Linked DNA regions of Hordeum vulgare: region 1 is linked to region 2. The links are chromatin contacts, called in public Hi-C maps. All regions are on one chromosome and are shown on one strand. Each heading gives the region's core, a stretch centred on a gene start, on an enhancer-like site or on the middle of the called end of the contact. The rest is flanking DNA. Distances are from core to core; before and after follow the strand shown. Region 1 holds the start of LOC123449270. Region 2 holds the start of LOC123449266 (alpha,alpha-trehalose-phosphate synthase [UDP-forming] 6-like).

Region 1 (6,497 bases), core at 656-3,155, 200 kb before region 2:
CCGTCAGCCGAGCTTGACACTAGCCCAACAGCTCGTCGGCTCCCCGCTGCCGGTCATCAAGTGTGACCACTACCCGCGGCTGGTGTTGCACCGAGTTCCGAGCACATGGAAACATCTGGGATGGGTGTTCTTCAAGTGCAAAAAGAATAGGATGAGTGTTTGTTTGTACGGTTATTCTTCGGATTCGTCGTAATTTGTAACTTATTGTTTGCTCAAATTGTGTGTAGGATGGATGTAAGATTTGTTATTGGGAAGAAGAGTGCATCGGTCTATTGATAGCGAGAAATTTGCTAGATGTTCATGCACTACTTGCTAGAGTAGAGACTAGAGACGATGCAAAGTCCAATTGTGTGGAGGCAGAGAAGAACGAAGTGTGCAAGTTCAAGAAGTCGATAGAGAAAAGCAACAATGTTGGCAATGAAGACATAGATAAAGTATTAATCGAACTAGTGGGAGCACTTAGGGCACTTGAGTTTCTATTAAAATGTCTAATTGTTCTTGTAGTTTTCTCCGGATCGGTTCTCTTAGCGAAGAATTGGTGAAGTACGTAACTATGATGTCGTTTAATAAAGTAATATAAGAGAGAAGTTTATTTGGATGACCGGAAATTAAATGAATTTGACATTTTTTTTACTCCGCTAAGTTCAGGGGATCAGCTAGAAAGGACCAAAACTTAGAGGAGTTAAAATACCCCACTAAGGTTTACTCGGCTGTTTACTCCTCTAAAATTTAGGGGATCGGCTAGAGATGCCCTTAGCATGTTTTTTGTGCATGTCCAGAAGATTATCGCTATACCATTTGCTTATTTGTTGGCATGCACAGTTGGCTTATTTCTCAATCTGGTGACAAGATAACCCTCCCTCAACTTTTCTCTTCCACCTCACCTAAATGCTGAAATTGCATGCACCCCACTTGGTAGAAAGTGACATAATAATACTTTTAGCCCAACTATTGCCTTGTACTAAAATTTATGAATTCAGCAACAGCTAAGCAGTGTGCAATGCATGAAAAGGGGATGGCGCATATGCATGAGACAGACCTGCTTGTCCAATCAGTATAGCGCCAAACTTGAAACCCAGCCGTCGATTGGAAAAGTAACTGAAGTTGCCATCATAAGATTCAGAACCTGGGAAAAAAATCATGCATTTTTTCAAAATGACCACGGAAGCAAACACGAGCAATGTCACTCTTGGCTGCACTAGAAACAGTAGAAGCAGGACAATTTATAATTTAAAACTCTATTTAGTAAAAAAATCAATCCGGAACAGTTCACCAACAAAGGACATATAGCTATTATCATGGACCAACCAAGCATTAGCGTTGCATATTTCGTGACAGCTGAACAGCTCCCCAGAGACTCAGATTTACACAGGTTGTAGCTTGCACATTCCAATTCCAGCCTGATCCCATGCCACCCAAGGGCATGGGGAAAAGGCGCAAACGCTCACCAGCCTTGGGGGCCATCATCAGTTCTCCCTAACCTACTCTTAGTCCGTCATGCTCCTCACCTATCTCTCCATGGAAACAATCGAAGGCACGCAACATCATCCCCCAATATTTTGCCACTTAAATCAACTCAATTTTACAAACCCCAGAGCGCATCGCATGATCCAACCCCTCAAACCCGCTAAAATTACATTTCCCCGCCTCGCTGCAGCCATTTCCCTGCCAATCCTCCCGCGGGGGTTAACACGAGACCACGAAACAGGGTCACAGGGGGAAGCGCTCACCTGAGGAGGCGGCAGCGGCGGGTAGGTGGAGGCCCCTTGAAGGCGGCCCGCCGGCGAGACGATCTGCCGAGGCGAGGGCGAGGCGGCCGCTCCGCAGGAGCGAGAGCAGCCGCAGCCGCGAGGACATGGTTTATTCGCGAGCCCTGGGTCTCCTGGTCTGTGGACTGACTGGGGGTTATGCGGTGAGGGGCTCTGGAACTGGAAGAGAGAAACCTATTGGGCCCCACAAGCGGGCCACGCCACACTTGTCGGTAGTCAAAGTGTGATCCCTCGCTCCTCCGCCGCCGCTGGCCCGCTGCTGCCATGTCCACCGCCGCGGCCGCCGCTGCCCGAGGTCTCAAATCCGTCACCCGCGCCGCCTTCTCCTGGAAGCCGGTGAGTGAGAGACAGCGAGGAACTCTGTCTCTAAACCCTGGAGCTTTGGCTGGCTGTTTGACTAACCCCTTTTGCCCCTCATGCCAGACGGGTCGGGCGCAGCAGACGCTCGCGGCGGCGGTGAGCAGGTCGGGCGTGGGGCTCCACTCGGGCGCGTGCGCCACCGCCACGCTGCTCCCTGCGCGCGCGGGCGAAGGGAGGTACTTCGTCGTGGAGGGGGAGGGGGAGGCGAGGGTGGCGGCGGAGCTGGGGAATGCCGAGCCACAGTCCCCGCTCTGCACCACGCTGCGGAGCGGGAGCGGCGTCGCGCGGGTGCGCACGGTGGAGCACCTGCTCTCGGCCATGGAGGCGCTCGGCGTCGACAACTGCCGCGTCGAGGTCAGCGGCGGCGACGAGGTGCGTACCGTCTTGCTGCCGGGATGCTGCTAACAGTAGTCGGGTAGACGTTCATGTCTGATTCCTTTACCTACGATGTATTTCCGATTCATGTGAATTTATTGTTAAGCGGTGACAGATCCCTTTGCTTGATGGATCAGCGCAAGAGTGGGTGGAGGCCATACGGGGTGCCGGTCTGTGTGAGGCCGATGATATCGGTGGACAAAAGTTGGAGAAACTGGCACCCAAAATCGATGAGCCTGTTTACCTGCGGAAGGACGATTGCTTTGTAGCTGCATTCCCTTCCTCGCAAACCCACATCACCTATGGAATTGATTTTCCAAAGGTATGTATGCCTCATGCTTCCCCTTTTTAAGTTCACGAAATGTGATTATTGTAGGCTCTTGTAACTCGTCCTACTAGTGCCTCTTGCTTCCGCTGCTAACCATATGGTTCATATGCAATTTGGTTTGTATGTTGATCGAACGATGTATGATGTATCGCTTTTCAATTTGAAAATTTCAAGTAACACCGTAGCATGACCGGGAATAGAATGGTATTTTGTTTCTGTGAAATTGATGTCAGGTCAGCACTGCCTGAAATTGTCCTTTGATTTTCCTTTTCTATCACACGTGCAGTGATTTGGTAGAGGCCATTAGATTATTTTTATTTAGTCTTTAGTTTGGCAGACTTCCCACATGTTTTAGTGGGAGAGCTCGAAGCCTGTCACATTCCTGATGCATAGAACAGTAGTTGTTCATACAGATAATGTGTTCCAGTACATCAGTTGTAAGATTTTTTTTCAAATGTGCTCGGGGTTGAACTTGTCTTTGTGTTTTCTATAGTTATTGATTTGATAATCATCATATGAGTAGACATTCATGATAAAGTGTAAGCACCTTCTTTTTTTATCTGCATTAATAAATTTTGACCAAATGCCTTTGGCAAGGACATGAACATAAAGAATATTAGCTAGCTTTTATAACTACTTTTTAGGTAAAAACTTTGATAGTGTGCTAAAAATGTTTCAAAGGTATATTTTGGACTTGAGCAAACTATGTGTCCTATTGTAGGCACCAGCGATTGGTTGTCAATGGTTCGATACTTTCCTGGATGCTGATGTATACTCAAGCAAGATAGCTCCTGCAAGAACTTTCTGTATATTTGAAGAGGTTTGCTCACACTTTAACCAATGTTGATTTATAATCTATTATTACTGTTGTTTTCTCCTCTCTTTTTACTGTATACTGGCAATCATTCGTTCTCTGGTACTAACAGGGAAAAATCAATGTCTTTCTCGTATGTAATATATGGTATTCCCTCCATCCGGTTTATAAGGCGGGCACGGGTTTTTAGGTCTTCAATTTGACAAACGAAATGTCTGTAATATGCTACCAAAAGTATACGTTTAGAAACTTCATTTGACGATGAATCCAGTGATATATGCGTACTGCCATACAACACACGTTTCACTTGTCAAATTGATGACCTAAATTCCCGTCCCCCCCTCCAAACCCAGATAGAGGGAGTATTATAATTTTTTCCTCCAATAATAATGGCAGTGCAACTTGCCATGGTTTGGTTCTCATATGCTTTATCATGATGCATAACTTTACAAGTTTGTATTCATTTTCACCTTTCAGACTAATGACATGAATTGAATGACCAAGGACTTCCAGTATTTCTTTCATTTCCCATATAGCTGAGTAGTACAATCTGTGTTTTATCCTTTCTGCTGGGGATTATGCAGAATTATTGGCTACATGTTACATCCCCCAGCAATTTTCTTACCTCATCCTTACAAATCACATATGGATGCAGACACTCACTTCTTCTTCTGCAATTCTGAGTTCTTCAGGTTGAAAAAATGCGTGGTGCTGGGCTTATAAGAGGGGGATCACTAGAAAATGCTATGGTTTGCAGGTGAATAATAATATGCTGAAATATGCTCTTCTATTTATAGTCCACTTTAGCTTTCTGTAGAACTGTGGATTGGTTGTTTCTGTTAGGAAAGCAACTTATGTTTATTGAAGGCCCAAGGGGCATATATATATTACACAAGACTTGAGGTGCAAGGAAAGTAAACATAGACTAATAAGGACTCCTAGACTAATACTAATAGACTAATAAGGACTCCTAGACTAATACTAATACTTCCTAACACCCCCCCTCAAATGCAAAGCGTATTCAATAGCATTGCATTTGAAGAAGTGTAATACTAAAAAAATGATAATCCAAATATGCGTCTTGAGAGTGTCATCGTAGCATGAAGAGTCTTCAAAACTTGTCGAGTCGCCGAAGGAGATAACGAAGAGATGGCACATCAGAGGTAGACACCGCATCACTTGAAGATACAAGAGAAGATGGGTTGTCAAAAGAAGATGGCACATCAGAGGAAGACACCGAAGAGATGGCACATCAGAGGAAGACACCGCATCACTTGAAGATACAAGATAAGTATCAAGAGAAGATGAGTTGTCAAAAGAAGATGGCACATCAAGAGAATAAAGCATTGGCGGAAAATCATAGTCCATGACAACCGTCGGCGAAAGAAGCTCAGCGGATAAGGCACAATGGACGTAGATCAACAATGCAAAAGAAGTCCAGACAATCCTATAGAAAACAACAAGGGCAAGTAGGCCTCAAAAGTTGCATAGAAAGGATCAGGACTGGAGAAAGGTTGACGGACTAAGGTATGATGGACTCGCATGGCATGAGAAAATACAAAATATCAACGGATTTGGTGGACGCAGCGGAAAACAAGGAAGCTAAAAGCAAGGAAGCATACACGACACAAAGATGCAAAATCCATCGTGTATGCACAAGACATTGTACTTTTTTTGTAAAAGCTAAGCTGCAAAGTAGCAGCAGAAAGTAGCTAGCAGTAGCAGCACGTAAGCAGCTAGCAACAGGTAGCACCACGTAGCAGGAGGCAACACCAGGTGGCGACAGTAGTAGATGCATGGGCGGGTTGACGAAGCCTGAAGGGGCGGCGGGCGTTGACCTGGATGAAGGAACCCCCGGCAGATGGGATCTCGGTGGCGAGCTCCGCGTAGCAAAAGGACGAGAGCAGAGCGAAGAAGCCCGCGGCGGCGTAGGCGAGCGGGATGGTGGGCCGGCGTCGAAGCTGGCCTCCTGGCCGGTGAGCACGAAGACGCCGGAGCCGAATCCGAGGAAGGCGAGGTCGAGGAAGAGGTCGTTGCAGGACTCGACGACATACGTGGCCGTAATGCCTGTCGGGATATGGACGCAAGGGATCCACCGAGGAGGAAAGCGATCCCCGATGCAGTCCGTCTTGCGCCAAGCGGACGGCTCTGAGAAATCCATCCGATAGACGTGGAGCTCCCCTGGTTGGTCGACGCAGAATCCGTGGAAGGCGATATGGACGCTCGGCCCGCCGCCGTCAGGATTCGAGGATCCGTCCTGGAGACCTGCCACGAAGTCCTGTAGCTCGAGGCTGGACTGCACGCCTATGATGCGGAGGATCTCTTCCAGGGTCTTCCCATTGGCGCCGGCAGCCAGGAGCACCAGGACGGCATGGATGGAGATCGGCCCCTGCTCAAATCGAGCAGTAGATCGATCATGGTAGGAAAGAATCGATCTGTTTGATCGAAGGAGAGGTGGGGAAAAAAACTATCAAGCATGAGTTGCGGGACGCGGAGGAGACCTAAACCTAGGCTCTAATACCAGCATATATATATTACACAAGACTTGAGGTGCAAGAAAAGTAAACATAGACTAATAAGGACTCCTAGACTAATACTAATAGACTAATAAGGACTCCTAGACTAATACTAATACTTCCTAACAGTTTCCTTGCTATCGTAGTTCTAATAAATACATCTGATGATGTCTACATGAACGAATAAATCATCTGGCTTCAGAAAAAAAAAGATTATTCCTTTCATCCATAATTATTGCAGTATTAACAACTCTTTTGTTAAATCTCATCGAGGAATAGCTGAATGATTAAGTAATCAACTTGGTTGTAATTGCTAGAGCTTTCTAAAATATGTA
Region 2 (7,042 bases), core at 793-3,292:
GTTTGCACAGCCGCAGTATTCTGTCCAGCTTCTCGTTGCCTTGCCGGGAGGCGACGTACTCAAAGGGGATCAAGTTCATGCCGTCCCGGACCGCGGTGACCAGGCACACCTCTGCAATGACATAGTACGCGACGCGCTCGTAGAACTGCAATGGCTGCTCAATCAGCACCACCGGCTCGTACCCCGGCGCGCCATACGCCTCGTTGACCCTCTTCACCATGGCATATGTCTCCTCCTGCACGCCGGCGACGTCCTTGCCCCGGCCCCTCGCCGGGTTCGCCACCTGCACCAGCACCAGCTTGCCCCGCCACTCAGGGTGCTGGCGCAGCAGCTCCTCCATGGCGTGCAGCTTCAGGCTGATCCCCTTGAATATGTCCATGTCGTCGACGCCGAGCATGACGACCCTGCCGTTGCCGGTGTAGGCCTCCATGAGCTGGGCGACCTTGGCCTCCGTCTCCGGCAAGGCGAGCACGGTGTTGAGCTGGTCCATGTAGACTCCGACGGGCAAGATCTTGATGCTGACGGTGCGGCCGTAGTACTCGAGGCAAATGTAGCCCCGCTTGGACTCGTAGGGGAGGCCAAGCATCCGGCCGCAGCAGGAGAGGAAGTGGCGAGCGTAGTCGAAGGTGTGGAAGCCGATGAGGTCGGAGTTGAGGAGCGCGCGGAGGAGCTCCTCCCGGACGGGCAGCGTCTTGTAGATCTCGGAGGAGGGGAAGGGCGAGTGGAGGAAGAAGCCAAGCTTGATGCGGTTGAAGCGCTTGCGGAGGAAGGTGGGGAGCACCATGAGGTGGTAGTCGTGCACCCACACGAAGTCGTCGTCCGGGTTGATCACCTCCAGCACCTTGTCGGCGAACACCTTGTTGGCGGAGACGTAGGCCTGCCATAGCAGCCGGTCGAAGCGGCCGCCGAGGTCGGGGGACAGCGGCAGCCTGTAGTGGAAGAGCGGCCAGAGGTGCTGCTTGCAGAAGCCGTGGTAGTAGCGGGCGGCGGTGTCGGCGGTGAGGAACGCCGGCACGCAGTTGTAGGACTCGAGGAGCGCCTGCGCCACGGCGTCCTGCTCGGGCCCCGGGACGTCCTCGCGGAGGCAGCCGATGTAGACGAACTCCATGGACGGGGAGGAGGAGCTCTTCTGCACGTGGCGGAGCAGCGAGTCCTCGTCCCACGAGAAGGTCCACGGCTCCGACGGCGACGCCGGGCGGTGGGCCCGGATCGGGAGGTGGTTGGCGACGACGATGGTGCGCGGGCGCGGCGCCGGGGACGGCGTGGAGGGGGACGCGGGGGAGTCCTCCATGAGCCCCGGCGTGGTGACCACGCTCGGTAGCCGCCGCCGCAGCGCGCCGAGCGCCGCCGGCGCCGGCCCCTGGTCCGCCGCGCCCGTGGCCAGGTCAAGCAGGTTGGAGTAGGAGCTCGACACCATGGCCTCCTCCCGTGAGCAAGATTCGGGATTTCGCGAGAAAGGGGAGGGATTTGGGGAGAATTGGGGCTTCAATCAGCGAGCGAAGTCCAGGAGGAAGAAGGGAGGCGCCGATATTTTGGCACACAGTTCCTGGCGAGACAGTTGAAGGCCTGGGCTCAGCAGCAACAAGGCATCCACCTGACCTGGGGTGGGTGTGTGTCTTGCTCACTGCGTCCGTCTCTATCTCTCTCTTTGTGCTTACCGGTGGAGTGAGCTGAGCTGAGCTGAGCTGAGCTGAGAGTGATGCACTAATTGTAGAGAGAGAAAGGGAGGGCCTTTCTGTACTTTTGACACAAGGGGAAGGGGGTGAACCTTTCGTGCATGCAATTTGGTGGTGGCGGTATTCGCCTGGCTTGACAAGTGTGTACCTCACTCCTTCACCAAAAAGACTAGGAGATAGGGGGTATCTTGCTCGGCCTGTGACGAGGCCGGTTTGGTCCCGTTCCTCTGGCCAAGAAACATATCAATCAGATCTCTGATAAAATTGCCAGAAAACATCATCAAAGGAAAACATCTTTGAGCCACACCCACGAGACTGCTCCAGCCCTACACGATCTGGTGGAACTGCTACAACTCATGGTGCACGACGACGAGCAGCCGCTGGTGAGGGCGGATGCCCTTTATAGAACAAACAAGCAGCGAGGCATAGGGTGAGCGGGGAAAGCAGAGGGTTTACTACAAGAAAGAAAGGAAGAAAGAAAGACGAGGAAGGGGACAGGAGGCGACGGGCGCGTACACGTTGATTTCCTTGCTTTGGCGTTTGGACGGTGGTGCCTTGACAACATCTATTGGGGTTGGCCCCCAGCGCCCAAGACGGCAAGGAAAAGAAAACAACTGTTACTGGGGGCGGCGCAGCGAGTCTGGACGGCGGAGAGAGATCGGTGGCCCTTTTGTGTCGTTGGTTCGGTTTACACCTGGGGCAGGAGTTTTTAGGGGCTAGATAGAAAAGGAATGGTGTGCTGATTCGCAATAAAAAGTTTCCGGCTATTTTCTGATGGCAGTGTAAATTCACGAGATCCTCTGTCCGGATGGAAGAAGTAGGGCGTTGGTGGTTCTAGCAAAGAACGAAAATTACGACGTCCGCTATCGCAACATGGCCTTTTCACATGTGCAACGTAGATAGATCAATTCATATTTAAGCTAACAGTAAATTCAAGATTACGCTTATATGTCCGCATTATGTCTTGTGTTTGCTCGGCAATTGCGACCACTATATTCTTTTAGCGGATAACTTTACCATATCTGTCCTTTTTCGTAATTTACGAACAAGAAGGCATCTGGATAGATGTATGCATGTCTTTTCACATATGCAACATAGATAATAACTTTTTTGAATTGTATCCATGCAACAAATTATATGTAGTCAAATCGATGCATACAAAGGCTAATAATAAATTACATATGTAAAACATGACAACCACATGTCTGCGTCTGCTCGACGGTTTTAACAATGATATTGTATTTTAAGATGATTTCATCATATGTAACTGCTTTACAGTTATAAAGAGAAGTGCACTCTTAGAATGGACATAGTCTTTTCACATATGCGGCACAAATCATTTGTTCTAAATTATTTCCGTGCAACAAATTTTCTTTATAACTAGATCAATTCGTACCCACAAAACTAACAACTACTCCCTCCGTTTTTAAATATAAGTCTTTTCAGAGATTTCACTTAGAGGCTACATACAAAGCAAAATGAGTGAATCTACCCTTAAAATATGTCTATATACATCTGTATATAGTTTTCTAGTGAAACTTCTAAAAGACTTATATTTAGGAACAAAGGGAGTACATACAAATGCAAAAGTGATACACTTCTATATCAATATTTTCTAGGTTGTTTTCGGCACTATATTATATTTGGCAAAGTTTGCCAGATGTAGCCATTTTTGCACGTAGTAGGGAGAAGAAGACACTTTGCATTGATGTATGCAATCCTTGCCACATACTAACATACATAGAAATATCACTAGTGCATTTGTGATTCAACAAAGAAACAAATTACAATATACACTATCGCAATGCGGTATTTTCACATGTGCAACGTAGGTAGAAAGAATATTTCCTGATTTGTTCATGAAACGAATTGTATGCAGTCTAAAAGCTAACACTAAATTAAGGACGCAAAGCATTGAACTTCTATGTACATATTATGTCTATGGGACCCGGATCCTCTAACATACTACACCCTTGACGTGGGGCCACTGGCGTGTGGGCCAGGGTCCACATGCCAGGGGAGCCATGTCCATAGATGAGTTTACTCGTCATTCTAACCAATACATTCTATTATCGTGGATGACTTTACCATATTTGTTATTTTCCATAATTGACGAAGAAGAGGGCCCTCTCGATAGACGTATCCATGTCTTTTCACATATGCAACATCCATATAAACATTATTTTTTGAATTGTATCCATGCAACAAATATATTTAGTCAAATCGATTCATACAAAGGCTAACAATAAATTACATGTGTAAAACATGACCAACATGTCCGCGTCTGCTCGGCGGTTTAAACAATGATATTGTATTTTACGGATGATTTTTGTACCCAAATGATAAGTGACATACACGTGGCATGAAATAACATCGTCCTAACATTATTTAGAACTAAAGTTGCCATCCGAAAACAAAACTGAACTTGCCATCCAAACAGAAAGTTGCCATGCTTCGCAACAAAAGCCGCCATCTTCGGTTAAATAAACTTGCCATCAAAAAATGTCGGGGCGGAATTGCTTCGTGTAACATGTGTGGCACTTATCAGGTTCCTTTTAGTATATGTCACTACTTTGCAATTATAGAGAATAAGTGCACTCTTAGAATAGACATAGTATTTTAACACATGCAACACAAATCCTTTGTTCTAAACTACTTCACTCCAACAAATTCGCTATGTAACCACATCAATTTATACCCAAAAAACTGACAGTTACTTACAAATGCAAAAGTGTTACACTTTTATATCCATCTTTACCAGGCAGTTTTCGACACGTTATTGTATTCTGCAAACTTTGCCACATGTAGCCGTTTTTATAGGTAGTAGGAAGAAAAATACACTTTGCATTGATGTATGCAATCCTTGCCTCATACACAACATATATAGAAATATTACTCTATACGACAAAGAGAGATCGGTGGCCCTTTGTGTCGTTAGTTCGTTATAGACGCGGGGCTACTCCATAAAGGAATGGAGTACTAATTCATCATCAAATGTTTGCCGCTATTTTAAGAGTGCGGCGTAAATTCATGAGATCCTCGGTACAGACGGAAGAAGTAGGGCGTAAGTGATTCCACCAAAGAACCAAATTATACATACACTATCGCAAAACGGTCTTGTCACATACACAACATATAGATAGAATGGATTTCTATTTTCATGCCCCTCATTGCTTAGTTATCCTCGGTTTTCCTCATGCTCTTCGGTAGTCCTCACTTTTTTGCCTCCACCGTGTGGGAACCCTCATAGAAGCCCAAACTTGGGTCAAAATCGTTGTTACTTTGCACAGTTACTGGCGCGTGGGACACCCCTGTCAGTGGTTGCGCGGTCGTAGATGGTGTGCACATATACTAACTTGTGGGACTCCTCTGACCAGGCCATGTGTTAGCGGATGCGTGGTCACAGATGGTGGTAACATAAGCTGACTCATGGGACTCCTCTGGTGGAACCATCAGTTGTTAGCGACTGCATGTTCATACGTGGGAGTTCTCACTGACGGGTAGGACATCCATGTCAGTGGTAGCTTGGTTGTAGGTAGTGGGCGCAGTTACCGACGATTTGGATCCCAGCGGTGGTCCCATTAGTGAGCGGGTGCACAGTGGTATGTGGGGGACTCTCTTTAATGTGTAGGACACCCACATTGGCGGCAGCTTGAGTGTAGGTGCTGATTTAGTTATTGACGGGTGGGACCCCAATGTCAAGCCCATGTGTGAGCGGGTGTGCAGTAACTAGCGCATGGGACCCCAATGGTGGGCCCGTCTTTTGCCGGGTGTGCGGTGGTATGTGGGCGCACTCACTGACGCGTGAAACACCCTATCAGCAGGATCACCTGCGAGTGGCTGCACGGTCGTAGGTGGGCAGAATTGTTGGAAAAAGAAGTATAAAAAATCACCATGCAATCAAAGAGGAGCACTATGAAGATACAATAATGGTTGAGATGACGATCATTACCGTCACCGAGTTGCAGCGAAGAAGAGCGTGACCGTGTAGATTGTACTTGAAGTCCCTCGAAGCGTAGATGAAGGTTCCAGTGAATCGCCCACGAGTGATCCCTCGAAGTGGATACTGAAAGCAACCTCTCTACTTGGTTGCAAGCATGCAGTCTTCACGATCCGGCAGCGCTTCGCTGTTAAGAGCTAATCTGTGTCGAGGAATTAGAGAGAGGAGATTAGAACCACACTATGCTTCTAATTATGAGGATAAGAGAAACTAGGTCTAGCTCTAATTAGATCAACTAGGATGAACTAGAACTAGAACTAGAGAACTAGAGGAGGCTACAAAACTTGTGTATACAATAGGGCCAATACCTCAAGCATATATAGGTTAGAGGGGAGAGGAGGGGTTTCCACCAAGGAGAGCAAGTCCCTCCTTGGGGCGTCGGTCTAGGGAGGTGGACTTGGACTCCCCCTATCCAATTCCGCCTCCTTCCTTAGGGAAGGGAGGCGCCTCCCACTAGGGCCCTTGTGGCCCAAGTTGCCTTCCATCTCTTGGTCCTTTAAGGCATGTTGATATAAATTTATTATAAATACTTCTAGACCATTTTATATATAATTTAACATCCCCAAATATTTCCACCTATATATTAGTTATCAATAATACCCGATATTACTCGATACTATCAGAACCCTTCAGGTTACCCCGAAACGCTTCGAGATCAACTAGGAACCATTTCGGAGATTAATGAGATTATTTCACAAATATGTTCTTATTAATCCCGTACTACTAACAGTCAGCAGATCATGATTACGTTAAGCTTGTGACCCCATTGGTTCGGTAACTCATAGACATAAACGAGACCCCTTCATTCAATGACCCACAGCGGAACTGTGGACGTCCATATCGATCCCTATGAACACATGAATGAAATTCGAGTGAACATTTGGTTATCGTGTGATATTACATTTGCTTTTTGATATTTTATAAAACCCAGGATGCATCGGGATCCTCTCGAGTCATCACATGCTCACTATACCATTATCCTCGTTACTTATTTTGTTTTTATTTCTCATTGCCATGTTTCAGCATCCCCATGACGTAGTCACCTGAGTCTGGCCACATGATGATGGATGCCATCACACCTAAGAATATCTCTCCATTTCGGAGGAGAAAATACTACTCTTGATCTGTCTAGTCCCTTGTTAAACTTATTGATGAACCTTTAAGTCGTCGTTATGACCACCTAGTTACAAATGACGTTTGAGCACCCCCAAAGCTCATTATACAGTAAGAATTGACTATGATACTATCATGGTCTAAGGAACATAAGACACTTGTTAACACTTTGTGTTATAACAATGTATTTTAGAATATATTATCTCAAAGTGTAACAAACAAGTTTTTGGGTCGATTCAATATGATCATTCTT

Evidence for each region. Hi-C and Micro-C count contacts between places; a contact is called where the count stands out from the background.
Region 1: a Hi-C map of seedling shows a contact between it and region 2, with 4 times the contacts expected there. The contact joins the promoter of LOC123449270 here to the promoter of LOC123449266 in region 2. A contact is called at or near these places in 2 of 6 Hi-C or Micro-C datasets (leaf and seedling) and 1 of 1 datasets of contacts at active chromatin or transcription factors (embryo).

What each region holds. Positions count from the first base shown.
Region 1 is chr4H:525,546,844-525,553,340 of MorexV3_pseudomolecules_assembly, reverse strand. LOC123449270 reads right to left here and starts at 1,905. Exons shown (of 18, transcript XM_045126417.1): 1 at 1,731-1,905; 2 at 1,040-1,126. The coding sequence starts at 1,857. It overlaps LOC123449271 (probable UDP-3-O-acyl-N-acetylglucosamine deacetylase 1, mitochondrial), which reads left to right and starts at 1,890. Exons shown (of 7, transcript XM_045126419.1): 1 at 1,890-2,105; 2 at 2,193-2,501; 3 at 2,620-2,826; 4 at 3,554-3,652; 5 at 4,339-4,403. The coding sequence starts at 2,034.
Region 2 is chr4H:525,345,832-525,352,873 of MorexV3_pseudomolecules_assembly, reverse strand. LOC123449266 (alpha,alpha-trehalose-phosphate synthase [UDP-forming] 6-like) reads right to left here and starts at 2,042. Exons shown (of 3, transcript XM_045126413.1): 1 at 1-2,042. The coding sequence starts at 1,417.